2 separate regions of the Mus musculus genome follow, and region 1 is linked to region 2. A link is a contact called in public HiCAR-type data. All regions are on one chromosome and are shown on one strand. The core of a region is the stretch at or near the end of the contact, and the rest is flanking DNA. Distances in the headings are between cores, read along the strand shown.

Region 1 (3,422 bases), core at 810-3,309, 380 kb after region 2:
TCCTCGATCCTTAGCTTTGTTTATAGAAAGATGGGTGGATGACTTGATATTGATTGATTGATTGATTGATTGACTAACCTACTGATCGATTCTTATAAGCGTCTGCACATCAGGGGCCTGAACAATAGAAAACCATTCAGGTCCACGCAGACCAACAGTCACATTCATAGAGGAGCTGCTGTCAGGGAGCCACAGAGACAGAAATCACCATTTCTGCAAAGGAGAACAGCATTGCCTCCTGTGGTTTTATAGCTTCCTCATCCCCAGCTCTCTGCATTTGAAAGTACAAGCTCTGTAAGTTGACTTGTACAGAATGAAATGTTCCCTCCCCTTGAGGGCAACAGTGAGTGGCTGGTTCTTAACTCCTGTATCTGTAGGATGTGACTGAGTTTCCGGGCAAGTTCTGCTCCGAGTGGGAGTGGCGCGTATTCACCGAGTCAGTCCGTTGGCATCGTGTAACTGAGCTTAAGGAGAAGGGGAAAGGGTGTAACTGGCAGCATGCGTGTTTCTTAATCTACAAGGCCCTGGGCTTGATCTCTCATCCCACAAAAGGAAAGAAGGAAGGGGAGAGGAGGGGGGGAGGGAACTCAAAAGCAGTGTGGCCGAGTTCAGTGGGAGAGCACTTGCCCAGAAAGAGTTAACAATTTCATTCTACTCTGTTTCTGGCACTGGACAATTAAATAGATGAATACGTAAATAGTCTTAGAGATAAATAGAACCTGGCTCAGCGGTGATCTGCCTTTTGTTCTTGGAGACCAATGACCGTTGGAGCCCCTAAACTTTGTGTAGTTTGTATGGCAAAATGGTTACCGAAGTATCTGGGGTTCTGGTGCTGCCAAAACCCCAGTCCTACTTAGACTTAGGCTGCTAGCCTGCCTGTCTGCGTGAAGATGAAAGAAAGGGCCTTGCTGCTCTCTTCTATTCATTCCCAGGACAGAACTTTTTCTTCATCTTGTCTTTTCTCTTTCTCTCTCCTTCCTTCCTTCCTTCCTTCCTTCCTTTCTTTCTTTCTTTCTCTTTCCTTCCTTCCTTCCTTCCTTCCTTCCTTCCTTCCTTCCTTCCTTCCTTTTTGTGAGATGAGGTTACAGACGAATATTGTAAATCCTTTCCAAGCTTAGCTTATAGAGTCTTCAGTATGACCCAGCAATGCTGCCTTTCATGGACTCTGCTTCTAAATATGGGGAAACTGCAGTATAAACCATCAAACAATGAAGAAAGCCTTATTTTACTTATTTTTCGTATACCCTTCAGGGATATAGTGAGTCCTACACAAACGAATAGAGTCGAGTTTCTATCCTTCTTCTGATCTCGAGAACTGGGTTACCAGCTCCTGAGTTTAAAATCTCCCAGAAAGCCTTCTGGCCACTCTGCCACTGGTCGCACAAAGAACAGATTCTCTAGAATTACTCTGTGTGTCTAGACCACTGCTCCCACCTCAAACTGAGGTGCCCTCCCCAGCCCCCACCCCAGAGGCTTCTAGAAGACGCTTACCTCACCAACACATTAGGAATACATTAAGGCCTGCTGAATATCCACCCTTATCCCCTTCTTCCCCGCAACCCTCACCCCGCGGCCCCGCCTGAGACCAGGATTCATGGCCTCTGACTTCATTCTGCTTGGAAACCAGCAACCGGTGAGACCGACCAAGAAACTTGTCATCAGGCAGGGCCTTTGTGAGATGGCAGTCTAATTAGCCATTTCATATTTTTGTTAATTCTCTTGCGATTCACGTTAAAAATATGTTCCATGAATGGCCGCCTGCTGGGAGCGAGGAGCCCCTGTCACTCAGCAGTTGCTCAGTGAACTAATAAATATCTGAGCCAGCAGTCTCGCCTCCTGCCTCAGTTCCCTCTTTCCCACCCGACAGCTGTGTGAGACCAGACCCTCACACCACTCTCCATACCCTGTGGGGTCATAAGGATTACCAAACCAGGAAGGGAACCTCGCCCACCCGGGAGTCTCCACTCTGCAAGTTTCCTTCAGAGGCCACTCTGCCTCTTGCCTATGAGGTCACCCAAAGACGGGCGTGGAGGGCTATCTTCAAGCACGCGTTATCATAAGCAGCCAATCCCCTGAGAGGATTTCAGCATTGGAGACTCCTAAGGGGAAAATGCCACTTCATCTACTAAGCCACATCAGCTGGAGCTGGGAGGCACCCAGCTCACATCTGTGGAACAGCTTGGACCAGGACCGTGTGTTCTGTCAGTGTTTAGGTGGGGCCCACTCTGCGGCCCTTGCCAAAATTTCAGCCGGGTCCTCCCTGCTTCCCACCCTGGCCCATGTTCATCATCTCTACTGAGCATCTCAGGAAAGAAACAGTAACCCCCCCCCCCCCAAGAGGCTCAACCCATCTTCTTCTGCCTTAGGAAAACAGGCGGGAACCATCAAAACATGACAGGGGAAAAAGCTATTTGGGCAACCAGCTCTGTAGTCATCTCTCTCATGATGTAGCCTTCTTACCCCGTGGATTGCAAAGGGAGACAGAGCAGCTAACAGCGATTGGCTTGTTCCTACCCACAATAAAGCTGTGTTTTCATGTAGGACGAAGGGTTGTAGCCCAGCCTATAACTGGAAATTTCAAAGAAAGAAGAAAATTCCATGCCAACACTAGAATCACCTCCATCAGTCTGCACTTGGGGACCAGCGAACTAATTTTTCTTTCTAGAACTTGCTGAGAGATTTCGTTAAGAGGGTTCATCTCCTTTTGTATACTGCTAGTGATATGCAACACTAGGAGTGGATCTTAGTGGTTTTAACTTCTTAGAAATTTATAAACAAAGTCGGTCTTTCTTTCCGAGTGCAGTAGATAAACTGCAGGGGAGATGAAAACTGCAAACCCACGGCTCCTGGGACAGAGCGTGATCAGAAAGGATGAAGCGCAAACCGGCGATTTTGCTATCCTCCCGTGGCTCTCTTGTTTTTAAGCAATAGTGATTTGAATCTACAGAACAATAATCACACTCAAGCCCGTTATTTCAGTAAGGAAGAGTTGAGCAAATGAGCTTCGTAAACTTCGGTGTCGCTGCCCAAACTTGGTCTAGGAACAGGATTTTCTTGCAGCAGTAATAGCCTCCAATAGACGCTCTAACTGTGGTCCAGACTGCCTGGCATCTGATGTGCGGCTGGAGAGTGGTGTGTTCTACTTCCCTAACTCATGAGGAATGTAACAAAAATCCACATATTTGTTTAAGTTCTTTCCCTCACACTTAAAATATTAGCTAAAGAAACCAAGTTTACTTTAGAACAATTTGCGCAGACCCTTTAGAAACAAGCTAGCCAAGCAGTGTAAAGACGTGATGCCAGATAGGCTCTTGGTGGCTGCGGGAACCGCTTTCTAACTGGTTCTTGCTGGGCAGGGATGTACTTCTTCCACCCTGAATACTGATAATAGAAAATACTAACAGAGTTTCTTTTCCATAACT
Region 2 (3,482 bases), core at 896-3,395:
AGTTCTTTATAAACATTGTAAAATGAAGGCCTGGGAAGATAGGTGCACTTATGAAGTGCTTTGTGCACAGGCAAAAGAAGCTGAGTTCAACTCCCCAAACCCAATGTCCCAAAACCAGGCAAGGTGGGGTACAATGATCAATATGCTGGGGTGTCACAGACATGTGGTGTCTTGCTGGCCAGACAGCCTCGCCTAACTGGGCAGTTCTGAGCCAGTGAGAGACATTTGCTTAGCAATTAAGATGGATAGAATCTTAGGAATGGCATCTGAGATTGACATGTGTCTACATGCACACACACAGGCATCCCCTGACAAACCTACCCCAACTCGTATATACCCTTTGTCTTAGTTAAGCCCCTATCACTGTGACAAGTGTTCTATCACCATGACAACAAAGTATTGGGGAGAAAGGGATTTATTGCTGCTTACAGTTCCACAGCAGAGTTCCCCACTGAGGGAAGTCAGTGTAGGAATTCAACACAGGAGTCCAGAGGCAGGAGAAGATGGAAGGATGGAGGGATACTGCTTACTGGCTTGCTCTCATGGTTTTCTCAATTTGCTTTCTTATTGTACTCAGGACCACTAGCCTAGGGATGGCACCACTCACAGAGAATGAGACTCTTACATCAATTGCTAATCAAGCAAATACCCTCATAGGCCAATGTGGTATGGATTTATTCTCAACTGAGGCTCCCTCTTCCAAATGGCTCTAGCCTGTGTGACATTAATAACACACATGCCCCTGCACACACATATATGCACACACATGTGAACATACAGTGGACTAAAGATCTTGGCAATGGATAATGATAAGTAATGTGACTGGGTATATTACACGCAGAAGTACTTCAGTGAACAGGAGACTGACTCAAGAGGAATTTAGGGCAATTTCTGTCTTATCGTGAAACTCACTGAGGTTGCCCTGATCATTGCTGAAGTAGAATTGGTGGTGGTTTGCCCTTGTCTCAGAGAAGAATCTTGGGTTAGCTTGATTGAGTGAAGGCATGTCTGAGATAATTTTGGCCTTAACTTACTCAATATCCAATATGAGAGGTGGGTTCCAATACCTAAGCCAAGTTGGACCATGGGGTGAATGTTAATAATTCTGTCAGATTTCTTGCTTTCAGCAGTACTCTAGGCTGAGAATGGTGAGTAGAAAGAGAATCTCATGACACCAGTACCCTAGTAAAAGAGAAGAGCCTGTGCTCAGTGGATAATTAAAAATGTAGAGTAGAAGAACAGACAAAGGCCCACATCAGAAACTTAAGAGTTTAAGACAGGTTTGGTCTGTGATTGTGAAACTCTGAGACAGTAGGTATTTTATATCTCCCATGTATAACTAGATGCTTGGTAATGTAATGCTTTCTAATTTGACATTTTCTGACTAAAGAATCAGAAAGGGTGAATGTAGGGATGTGTGGATGTTGATAGAAATTGCCAGGAGGCTTTGTTGGGTCTGATAAATTCATCATGATTCCCAATGTAGCTTGGTATGCTTTCTGAACATACCAAGAGATGGATGGCAGAATCAGGGCCTTGCTTTCTGGACTGCAGTGTGTTTGTGACATGGACAGGTAGCACTTTGGAAATGTAACCAAACAATATGAACTATGTCAAGGTGGATTTAATTTCACAGAATAATAAGGCAAAAGAGACTTATTGCCAGTATCATACTATTCCAAATATAGGCATGCAGGAAAAGGCTGTCTCAAAAGGGGTCCTTGGGAGGATATGGAGTCCCATCAAACAAAACAGGGGCTGTAGTTTAACATGGATCTGGGCTTGGATCCCAGCTCTGCCAAACACTGACTATGCGATGATCATGGCCAATGACTTCACCTCCCTGAGCCCGACTGAAGTCACTAATAAAATATGGATGTGATCGCATTCTTGGAAGGGATATTGGGGGAATTAAATATTTGAACATAAATTAAACACCTAGGTGGTGCCTGAGATGTGGTGGGCCTCGGGAGTAGCAATTCCCATGGAATCCAGAAAGAACGGGGCAGGGGAGAGGCAACAGCTTGTAATGCCTTGCTGTGGGATGAGCTGGCCCTGCTGCCCTGGCCTTCACTCCTCCCTGAGGGATGCGATTCCTGCTGATGTAATGGGTTGGGCTAATGTCGTGCAGATCTGATGACAGGACACCCACACCCTATCACTCTGCCTGCCAAGAAAGAATGTAGCCACAGGAGTCTCCGCTGCACTGCCCACACCCCTCCACATTAACGCCCCCATGGAAATAGCCTTCCTTCTCGTCCTCTGGGAAAAATCAACACGAGTGCCTCGTGGCAGTCACGTTCTCAGTGAGGGAGTACAGCTACGGAGCTGGCAGTGGGCCTCTGTGCACCCCACCCCTCCCTCCTATTGTCCAGTTGACTAGCATTCCCATGTATCAGTCAGGACTCATGTGTGTGCTGACTGACTGGGGCCAAGGGGCCTTTTCCTATTGCGGGGACTCCCCTAATAAAGGAAGCTGCCATTGATCAGAGCCGTAGAATACTGAGCCCACCTTAAGTCTCAGGGGCCATGGGGGTAGTTTTAGGTTCTGTATCTTATCTTAAAGGATTATTTTAAATTCTCTTTCTACATTTTCCCTCGTGACCTTCTTTCTTTAGTTGAAGGCACTGATTCATACTTATGAGTGGACTGGATAACCGGATGCCACATGCTGCTGAGAATATGACCTGGCTGTGTGCTGGATGAAAGCAGTGAACAGGTTTGTGGTCCAGCCTGCCTAGTGAGCTCTAGACACTGAACACTTGCTTCAAACAGACTCTCCCTGGTAACCTTCTGTGCAGTCTCACGAGGTCTATGCCATCGCTCCCATTTCATAGATGTGGACAATGTGCCTGGGGTAGACTCATTAAGTGCGTCATTAAGACCCTGGAGTTAATGCCTTTTTTAAAGCTCCACTTTCTGTCACCGCTGTCTCATCATTCCGGAACTGTATATTTTATAAATGCATATACTTAAGTTTATGAGAACAAAGCAAAAGTTTACAGGAACACCAAAGGCATAGGTGAAGAAGGAGAGTGAATTGGCAAATATTTATCTTGAAATGTATATGTGTATGCCACATCTCATTTTATTACTTATATTATTCTAAATATCCTAAAAACTCGGTGAGATGCATGCTATGCTAAGATTTCCTCTAACTCACCAAGGAGGGATCTGACATACAAAGAGGTGAAGTGTGCATACATCGTATAACAAGGTGGTCCAGCATCTCTACTCTAGAGCTGTGTGGAGTTTTAATTCTAATGAGATCGGGCTGTGCCTTCTAAGGATTCCATGGGTTGTGGGGAGACCCGAGACCTATGGGAAGCCACAGGCACTCCTAAGTTATTTTTAGATAGAGCATCCACTATCAAGATAGTGATAACAAAGATTATTTCTAAGAAACATGAGAATGGATGGGCAATAAAGACAACTGGAGGGTTCAGGGAACAACAGCAGCAGAACCTTGGCCAGCAGGAGGG

Evidence for each region. HiCAR-type assays count read pairs that join an accessible place to other places.
Region 1: a HiCAR-type map of fibro-adipogenic progenitors shows a contact between it and region 2, with 6 times the contacts expected there. The contact joins two enhancer-like sites. A contact is called at or near these places in 1 of 15 datasets of contacts at CTCF or cohesin (large pre-B cells), 3 of 484 Hi-C or Micro-C datasets (the AML12 cell line, bone marrow-derived macrophages and cardiomyocytes) and 2 of 115 datasets of contacts at active chromatin or transcription factors (bone marrow-derived dendritic cells and fibro-adipogenic progenitors).

The regions. Positions count from the first base shown.
Region 1 is chr6:53,713,027-53,716,448 of GRCm38.p6, forward strand. No RefSeq gene overlaps it. Among named protein-coding and RNA genes, the nearest start is that of Tril, 110 kb to the right of the region's middle. Within about 2 kb of position 2,060, at least 11 of the 459 cell types and tissues checked have an H3K27ac peak or open chromatin away from gene starts, as enhancers often do. A contact at or near this core is called in fibro-adipogenic progenitors, where this site is marked.
Region 2 is chr6:53,335,381-53,338,862 of GRCm38.p6, forward strand. The region is part of intron 1 of Creb5 (cAMP responsive element binding protein 5); the gene reads left to right. Among named protein-coding and RNA genes, the nearest start is that of Creb5, 50 kb to the left of the region's middle. Within about 2 kb of position 2,146, at least 47 of the 459 cell types and tissues checked have an H3K27ac peak or open chromatin away from gene starts, as enhancers often do. A contact at or near this core is called in fibro-adipogenic progenitors, where this site is marked.